Regions from separate parts of the Sus scrofa genome. Here region 1 is linked to region 2. Evidence: chromatin contacts called from public Hi-C data. All regions are on one chromosome and are shown on one strand. The core of a region is the stretch at or near the end of the contact, and the rest is flanking DNA. Distances in the headings are between cores, read along the strand shown.

Region 1 (4,779 bases), core at 446-2,945, 42 kb before region 2:
CCCGCTTTCAGCCCCCAGTCCCAAGAGGCATCTGCAGCGGGTAGGTACGCTTGGTTGCCCATCTGTCTCCAACTCTTGGGGTGCCCCATCCAGGCACTGAGTGAGGTGGACCTCTGTGAACTGACTAACCACAACCACAGGCTGGGGGGGGCGGTGCGGGGAGGCGGTTGCTCCCCCAACCCCCAGCCCGCCAGAGCCCCTGCCCCGCCCTACCCCAGCCAAAGCTCTGCACCAGCCCAGCGGTTTCTGCTTGGCAGCAGCTCAGAAGAGAGTGAGGTGGCGCTGATGGGCTGGGGGGCAGGGGGTGGGTTGGTCCCGAGAGGCCGGGAATTGTCGACTCCAACTCAGCCATGCTCTGCCCGCGCTGCAGGACTACCACGAAGTGCTTCCCTTGGACAAGGATCTGGAAAAGGAAGCCTCCAGGGTGTGGCAGAGGAATCTCGCTGCAATAAAGACAGCGAGAGGTCCGTTATTCTTAGTTCTGGGACTATTCTTAGTACCAGGGAAGAAGCTACCATCTTACCCACTTTACAGATGGGGAAACTGAGGTTTCCTTTGACCAGATGAGCACTAAAGCCCAGAGAGAGGGTTGCAAAGGCCAGAGGGGCCCTCCCTCAGCCTAGATCTGAAGTTCTAGATCTAGAACCTGTGGGTTGGGGGGGTGCACCCTTCCCAGGTCCTGCAACCTTTCCTACCCTGGCCCTCATTGCAGCTCAGGCCCCTCCCAGCTATCACAGATGCCCTGCTCTGGGCTGTGCCCATCTTCCCAGGCTTGTCCTCCACATTAAGCCAGATTGGGGCGGGGGGCGACAACGAAAGGCAGCTGCCATCTAGAGTTCAGGGACCTCAGTTTCTAAGTCCAGCTTCACCCCGATTTACCACAAGGCTTTGGGTGGCCAACTTCCCAACTGTAAAGTGGGGCACCTGTGCCACCCTCAGGGCTGTGACCATCAGGGAAGCGAGACATCGAGGAAGACAATTTCTCTTCTGCCCTCGGAACTAGGTCTGGAGGACTGGAGGACAGCTGTGCCCCTCCGCCCCTAGGCACCCCTACCAGGGGGCCCCACCCAGCAGGGCACGGTAGCTAGATTTGGTAGGGCCATGGCCTGTAGGAGAGGGGGTGGCTTTGGGGAAGATGACCCTCAGCTTCTGGTGTAAAAGAATGATGCCACCGGGGCTGCTTTTGCACAGCGCTCTGAGCCAACCTGAGAAAGATGGTGCCTGGAAAAGGGCCCCCACTTTGGCCTGGCCTTAGCTTTGGGGACAGACTGGGTTGAAATCCCTGTCTCTTAGAATCCGTGTGACTTCGCATAAGCCATTTAACCTCGCTGGACTCAGTTTCCCCAGACCCTGGCACTGGTTTTTATTTATCCTCGCCATGCCCCTCCCTGGCCTGTTTCTCCATCTGGATTCTGGGGACTTTGGTGACACCTTTTCACAGAACCGGGAGACGGGGAGGAGGAGGACGGGTCTAGGCCCTAGAGCACCATCCAGAGAGGAGAAGTGACGGGCCTGGATCTCCCGGGGCGGGGTGGGGTGGGGTGGCTGCGGTGTGGGGAACCCCCTCTGCGGCCACCCCAGGGCCAGTGAAAGGTCATTTCCTTCCGCCTTCGGCGCTGCCGGCACCTCTCCTGTGTGCTCCCCCCTCAGTGCGGCGGCGCCTACCGGGCCGGGGGAAATCGGGGCCAGGGCGGATTTCCTCTGCGGACCTGCGGCTCCCAGAGCCACCCGCCCCCCGGACCCCGCGGGGCCCCGACCTGCACGTGCGGTGGTGGCCGGGCTCGGCCTCTCTCGGTCTGCGCTTCCTCAGCGACCCCTCTCCCTCCCCGCCCTCGGATCCCGCCCCCTCCCCGGCCGGGTTTCAGCTTCTGGAAAATGCTTCTCCCGCTGGCGGGGTCCGGATAAACCGAGTCACGGGGGCGCGCCGGGCGGGCGCTAGGACCCCGCGGCTGGCCCGAGGGGGGGCGTGGTGGGGCGGGTCGGCGGGAGAGCTATTTAAATTGGAGCCCGAGCCGCCCCCTCGCGGGTCGGGCTCCCGTGGGGCGGTGGACTGGCTGTGCACCTCCTCGGGCCGTGACCCCGGGGTCTGGCGCGGGGTGGAGCCGGGGGGCGGGGGGCGGGCGGGTTCGCGCAAAATGTGCCGGGGCTGCCCGGGAGAGGAGCGGCGGCCGCGCTGAGCCAGGTAGGAGCCGCCCGGCGGGCGAGGCTGGCCCTCGGGGAACCCGCGGTCCCGCGCCCCTCAGGAGCCCAGGGCGCGGAGCAGAGCTGGGGCAAGTCCACCCAGACGCTGATCCCCAACAGGCCCCTCCTATCGCGGTCCCCTGCGTCGCGCGTGGAGCCAGGGTTGAACCTCCCTCGGCCCCTGACGTCTCCGAGGCTCCTAGCTCAGCAGATCTGTCCCGCGAAGGACGACGAGGCTGGCGGTCCCATTTGACAGATGGGAAAACAACTGCAGAAAGGCCGGCCCTTGCCCAGGGAACACACGGCGAGTCCGGGGAGGTTCAGGGTTCGCATCCCGGCCTCGGCCCACCCTCTGACCCTGGCCGGACGTGGTCTTCCCATTCCACCGCACCAGATAGCCTGCCTGTCTCTGGGATGTGGGGGGCGGTGGGGGGGGCGGGGCACCCACCTCTCTCCAAGGGGCTCCGCAGCCAGCCGTCTTCCTGGGTGGTAGGATGTGAGGGACCCCCGCCCCCACCCTCAGCTGCCTGAAATTCCGCCATCACAGCCACATTCCTTTGGGTTAAGGTCTAATTCCCCCGTGGGTTGCACATGTCTCCAGAATGGGCCTTGCCCTTAGTGATTCACTGCCTGGTGGGACCGGCAGCAGCAGCTCTCCCAGGACCCCACTCTGCCGGTGATCGGAGCTGAGAGGTGGGAGAGGCGTGTCCCAGAGCCCAGCCCCGTGAGCCTGTGTGTGTGTGTGTGTGTGTGTGTGTGTGTGTTGAGGTTAGAGGATCATTAGAGGGGGTTGGGGAGTGAGATCTGGGCCTGGTGTTGTGGAACCATTTGCTCTGGAGGCAGACAGACTGGATTCTACTCCCGATTCTGCCATTTCCTGCCTGTGTGACTTTGGGTAAGTCACCTCTCCGAGCCTGGTTTTCCTCATGGGCAGATACTGTTGGGGCAGGCAGCTCAGCCTGGGCTGGAGAAAACACAGCCTTGGGGCCATGTAGGCCTGGGCTGAATCCCATCAGGCTTATGAGCTGGGTAACTGTGGGGTAAGTCACTTCGCCTTCCTGAGCCTCAGTGTTCTCATCTGTAAAATGGAAATTGTAGTAACTACTTCATTGGAGTTGTGAGAGTGAAATGAAATGATACGGGTCACGTGCTTAGAGGAGTGTCTAACGTCCTTAAACAGTAGGAGTGGGCTTAGTGTGGTATTAGGCATCGCCCCCACCCCATTTCTCCCCCTCGTGTCTCTCTCTCTCTCTCTCTCTCTTGAAGTTCAGGCTTCTAGGATGTCCCCTGCCTCCTCTCTTCTGGGCCACTTGTCTTCAGGCTTGGGGTCTCCCCTTCAGCCTTTCTCTCCTTGTCTGGGCGGCTCAGCCCAAGGGTTTGTCCCCGCTGGGAGACACAATATATGTCCAGGGCATGTTCACAGCCATTCTCGGCTTGATTATCACAACCATTGGCAGCAAAAGGTGGCAAAACAGGAACCAGGCTCCTTGCCCTGCAGATGGGACACTGAGGCACTGAAACGTGAAGGGACTTGGCCCAGGGAGCAGGGCTGGTGAGCAGTAGAGGCTGGATGGGAGCCTGGGTCTCAGGGACCCCAGTCCTCCCTCTGAGCCTTCAGATTCTAGGCACTGTGTCTTGGGTGCTGATGAAGGGTGCCCGCAGCCACGGGCCTTCTCTCTCTGTCAGATGGCAGGGCGGAGTTCCACCTGCTGCAGGGAGGGTCCCTCCTGGATGCTCAGATGCCCGCCTTGGGGCTAGGGTGGAATTAGGCAGAGGAGGGGAAAAGGAGGGCCCCTTTGGGCAGCGATGCCCTCAAGTTCCGAACTGCTCCAGGTCCTTCCTTGTTCGTTTCTTGCACTTTGCACTTCCCACTCCGCCCTTTGCCGTGCACACCTAACCCTGGCTTTGCTAATTGTCCCATAGATCTTTAGTGAGCCCCGCCTCCCAGACCCCTGATCTCATAGAATAAGAAGTAAGTGGAAATGATCCACGCGAGGAAAACAGTGAGCCGTGTGCAGATCTGGGAAGCGCCTTCCAGGTGGAGGCAGCAGCAAGGGCAAAGGCCCTGAGGCAGGAATGCACTTGCTGGGTTTGAGGAATGGCGTGAAAGCCAGAAGTGGGTGAGAGAAGGGCAGAGGGTAGACGGGAGAGAGGAGACTGTGGAGAGCCTGGATTTTGTGGGAGGTTTTCAAGCAGTGAGCTTCGTGATCTGAGACATGACTTAAGGCATCGCTCCAGCTGCTTTGGGTGGGACAGACTGAAAGAGGTCGGGCTGGAAACAGGGTGCTGCTGGGGTCAAGGCCCAGGGTCCTGGAGATGCTCAGTCTGCGGCAGTGATGGGGGAGGGAGGCAGAGCCGCGGAATACTTTTTAAGGAGAGCAGACAGAGCCGGGAAGGAGTGTGACAGGAAGGGGACCTCAGAACAACCATTCTCGCCAGGTCGCCGTGTCACCCCAGTGATGCCTTGTGTCACTTCTCATACCTTCCCCAGCCTGCCCACTGGAGGGAGCGTGTGAGATGGGTCCCAGAGCAGAGAGAGGCCCCTCTGCCTGGGGGCACTTCCCATGTTGGGGGCTGGGGGTGGGCTCCGGGAGCCAC
Region 2 (4,472 bases), core at 479-2,978:
CAACAGGGCACATAAAACCTAGTTTATCCCACAAATAAATGCAAGAAAAAAATAAGAGGAGGAGAAACCCATAGATTGAAACAGTCACAAGAGTCCCCAAAACAAGTGAAAGGCATGGACTTCGTTGCATCCTGATCTTGAGCAAACTAATTTTCAAAGACCATTTATGGATTCCTGTCGTGGCTCAGTGGTTCATGAATTGAAGTAGCATCCATGAGGATGCAGGTTTGATCCCTGGCCTCGCTCAGTGGGTTAAGGATCTGACGTTGCCATGAGCGGTGGTGTAGGTTGCAGACACGGCTCAGATCTGGCGTGGCTGTGGTTGTGGCGTAAGCTGGCAGCTGCGGCTCCGATTTGACCTCCTAGCCTGGGAACCTCCATATGCCACGGGTGCGGCCCTAAAAAGCAAAAACATAAAAAATAAGAAAAAAAAAAAGACCGTTTATGAGATAATTGGGAAAATTTAAATAAGACTGGATATATGATGACAATAAAACCCTGAAAATATAAATTCGATCATGGTATTCTGGTTATGACTTTATTGTTTAGAAATATATACCGAATATTTATGGTTAAAATGATTTGACATTTTGGGTAGCTCCAAATAATCCAGTGGGGGAGAGGTTGGAGGACAGCAATGAAAGGAGAGCCGAGGACATTTGGGGAGTTCCCGCAGCTGTAGCTCTGCTCCAACCCCCAGCCTGGGAACTTCCATATGCCACCAGCGAGGTCCTTAAAAAAGAAGGAAAAAAAAAAAGGATATTTGTCCTCTTCTATTTTTGTGTATGCTTGAAATTTTCCACCATAAATTGTCCTTGCTGCTCTGAAGGAGGTGGGACAGGGACTTAACCTTCAAGGAATGGACGGGCTGCCTCCGAGACAAGTGGGGGCCCATCCCAGAGAGCTGCTCCTCCCTTGAGCGAACAAGCAGGAACGTGCCTGTGGAGGGACAGCACGTGCACGTGCGAGAAGGTTCCACAACCTGGGGGTGGCAAGGAATGGGCCCTGCAGGAGAGGCTGAGCAGAAGTTCCCGGCCAGGGATCGAACCCTCCCTGGTGCTGGGGAGAAGCACAGAGGCCTTGAGGGCCCGGCCAGGAAGCCCCAGAGAGGGGCTTGATATCAGGGCCCCTTTTAGCCATGTCACTCAAGCGACTGGCCCATTGGAGGAAGGGGCCAAGTGGGTGTGGGGAGACCTGAGCAGAGGCTGGGCGGGGCTCCTGGGGAGAGCCGAGGTGCCCTGAGCTGGGGCCACCTGGGGACAGATTGGAGGAGCTGGCGGGGGCTGCCGTGGGAGCTGCTCGAGCAGCTTCCAGCTTGGGCGGCTTGATGGATGTTCACGCTGTTATTAAAATGGGGTGGTGGGGGGAGCAGGTTAGGTACCCCTATCTAGAGCCTGGCTAGGAGGCCGGGGACTGGGTTCTGGCCCCAGCCCTGCTATCTGGCTGTGGACCCCAAGGCCCGTCTCTGCCCCTTTCTGGCTCGGGGGTCCCCATCTCTGAAGCAAGGGGTAGGCGCCTCAGGCCAGGAGTTGCCCAAATCCACCCTGGGCAGACTTGCCCCGAGCCCATGGGTGCATCCTTCTTGCCCGCAAGGAGATCACGAGTGCCCCTCCGGTCTTGCTGAAAATCCAGTCGCGTGATGTCAATGGCATTTCCCTTCAGAAAAAGGAAATGAGGTTAGCAAGCGAGTTACCAGGAAAGGAAAGTTCATCGGGCCCCACCCTCTGCAGCCCCGTGCTCTCCCTTCCTACCCGAGCGCTCAGCCTGGCGCTGGGGACAAGACCCAGAAACGTCACACTTCAGACAGAGGCCTCCGCTTCACATGGGTGAGTGTGGCCTGTTACAGCTTTGACTCCCAAGCAGGGCTGGGCCACCCCCAACAGAGCCAGCACCCTCTCCAGCGCCCGGTCACAGGAAGCACCCAGCTCTCATTAAATGTCAGCAGGACCCTAATAGTGAGCTCTTTCCCCGTGAGGAGGCTGAGACCCCAAGAGCGGAAGGGACATGGCCAAGATCACAGGGCAAATCACAGCAGAACCCAGGTAGCGGGCACAGGGCACCTGGGGGGGTCAGGTAGTCCCAGAGAGCCTGTCGGGCCACAGGTCTCCCGGGGGGATGTCCCCAGAAAGTCCTTCTCCAGCTACAAATAATAAGACTACGCCACCCTCACCTCTATACTTTTGACCATCAGAACATTCTTTAAAATACTATCAAGAAGACAAGTTGAAGACAAATTCCAATCCATCCAATAAAATTGCTGTATACTTTGGAACTGAAAAAGGCCCTGAAATTAATAGCCGATTGATAAAGTGGTCTGTTCAGCAAATGAGTCATTTGAAAGACAGATCTCTTGGCAAACTGGTCATGAATCCATTTTAAGAGACTTGACCTTGAGCCTCGCCCTGACCCCACGCATCACCCCACCTCTGGGGACGGTGAGCCCCGCGGGCAGGGCTCAGGTCCAGCTGTTCTCTGCCCCCAATCCCTGGCCCAGGACCTGGCACACAGTAGGGGCGCTGTCAGTGCGTGAATTGCCGAGTTAACTAAAGATGTGGCTTCTGGTGCTGGACCCAAACATCCTGGAGGGCTGAGGGTCTCATGGGATTTGCCATGGGGCTCTGGTCACCCCCGACGCAGTGAGGTAACGGGGTGGAAAACACTCTCACATCTGCTCTTTGCAAAAGTCAATTTGGGTCATACTTTCCACTGTGCCCCCTGCAGGGAGGGCGTCTGGTTCACCCTCCCACACACCCAGGGGCTGGGGGTTTTCAGATGAAGTGGAACTGGGTACGCGTATCTCTGCACCTTTGCAGAGTCGCTCAGCAACAAGGGAGCCAGAAAAGGCAGGGTGCACACGGCTGGTGAGTGTGCGTGTGTGCACGCAAGAGTGTGTGTGTGTTTGCACATGCACGTGTGGATGGCTGTGCCGTGTGGCTTTGTTCTGTGTATACAGATGCTCATGTATCTGCGTTTACTGTTATTGGCATGAATATGTGTCAATGAAATGTATATGCACCCCCAGGTTTGTGTGAATGCACTTTATACACGGACTCTCACAATGAAAGTGCATTGCATCCAGGCACCTGTTTATCCATGGAAGGGTATGATGACTGGGTGTGTGTTAACTGGCTTCTGTTTGTGCATATTTGTGTTTTTTGCATAAATACATGTTTGCTTATTTATGTTAATCCACACGAGTGTAGGAGATGTGCGTGTGTGTTTGGGTAAGGGGTGTGTGTGTATATACTCTGTAGTGTATCTTTTTTTTGTTAATTTTTTTGGGGCCATATCCAGGGCATGTCAAGTTCCCGGGCCAGGGATCGAACCCTCCCTGGAGCTGTGGCCTGAATCACAGCTACGGCAACACTGGATACTTAACCCATGGCCCCACCAGGGAACTTCCTATAGGTGCCTCTTACTACAGATGTATGGGTGGGGGTGATACGTACCTACGGGTGCCTGTGGGATTGACTGTTTTATGTGTGCCTGCGTGTGAACACGTGTGTGTGTGTAGACCTACAAATGTGTGTGCCCTGGTGAATTTGTGCGACCTGTGGTAGGTATGAGTGCATATGATTGCAGGTATGTGCACACACAAACAGAGCCTTCTTGCTCGCTCTGCTTCTCCCTCCTGGGAAAGGCAGAGCTTCTGAGCCCTCACCATGGCTGGTGACTCTTCCAGGAACACAGATTCTTGGACCTGAAAAGTAAGACCGTCAGAGGTCCCATGTGGGCGAGGAAGGGGCGTGGGCCGAGGCTTGGGCTCCTCTGAGAACTGGGTGGTGGCCCACAGCTGTGGACCAGGCTGGCAATAGCAGGTGGGACACCTGGGGCCTCAGCCCTCAGTCTGTGCTCTGGAGAGTGTCATTCTCACCCCAGTCTCATCTTTAGTCCACCCCTCTGTGGCTTTCGAAGGCTTTTATTTGGTAGCAGTGACGAAATAAAATCTCACAAGGATGCCCAGCCATGGAAAACAGATGAGTAAGTGGGAGATGCTCTGGCTGAAGGCTGAAGGCTGGGGCTGGAGAGGGGTGTCCATGCAACTGAGCCTGGTCTGTCCGCGGGCCTGCTGGTTTACAGTTTGGAATCTAGTTTACAGTTTGGAACACATGCCATATCCATAATCTCAGCTAAGCTTCATGAACTTCCTCCAGCTGCTGGGGAGACCGGGAGCAGAGCAGTGAAAAGCCTTGGCTCCCCTCCTGCCCCTCTTCTCTCTGAGCCACTTCTGCGCCCCCAGCCTCCCCACCAGTGAGACTTTTGTGACACCCTCACTTGGCACATGTAAAGCAGCACCAAAGCCATGCTTATGACATCCTCATTTTACAGGTGAGGAAACTGAGGCCTGGAGAGACTCTGACTTTGTCCAAAGTCAGTTCAGAGACGCCGGGAAGAACTGAGGTCCATCCTGTCCCTCAGATGCCCACCCCCTGGCATCAGAAGTGTTTTCTTGTTCTTTCGGGCTTGGCCAG

Evidence for each region. Hi-C and Micro-C count contacts between places; a contact is called where the count stands out from the background.
Region 1: a Hi-C map of retroperitoneal adipose tissue shows a contact between it and region 2, with 1.5 times the contacts expected there. The contact joins the promoter of LRRC32 here to the enhancer-like site in region 2. A contact is called at or near these places in 1 of 5 promoter capture datasets (liver), 6 of 47 Hi-C or Micro-C datasets (embryonic fibroblasts, heart right ventricle, liver and 2 more) and 1 of 2 datasets of contacts at active chromatin or transcription factors (skeletal muscle).

Annotation. Positions count from the first base shown.
Region 1 is chr9:10,812,808-10,817,586 of Sscrofa11.1, reverse strand. It overlaps LRRC32 (leucine-rich repeat-containing protein 32), which reads left to right and starts at 1,695. Exons shown (of 3, transcript XM_003129671.4): 1 at 1,695-2,182.
Region 2 is chr9:10,770,722-10,775,193 of Sscrofa11.1, reverse strand. No RefSeq gene overlaps it. Among named protein-coding and RNA genes, the nearest start is that of LRRC32, 43 kb to the left of the region's middle. Within about 2 kb of position 1,728, at least 14 of the 83 cell types and tissues checked have an H3K27ac peak or open chromatin away from gene starts, as enhancers often do. A contact at or near this core is called in liver, retroperitoneal adipose tissue and skeletal muscle, where this site is marked.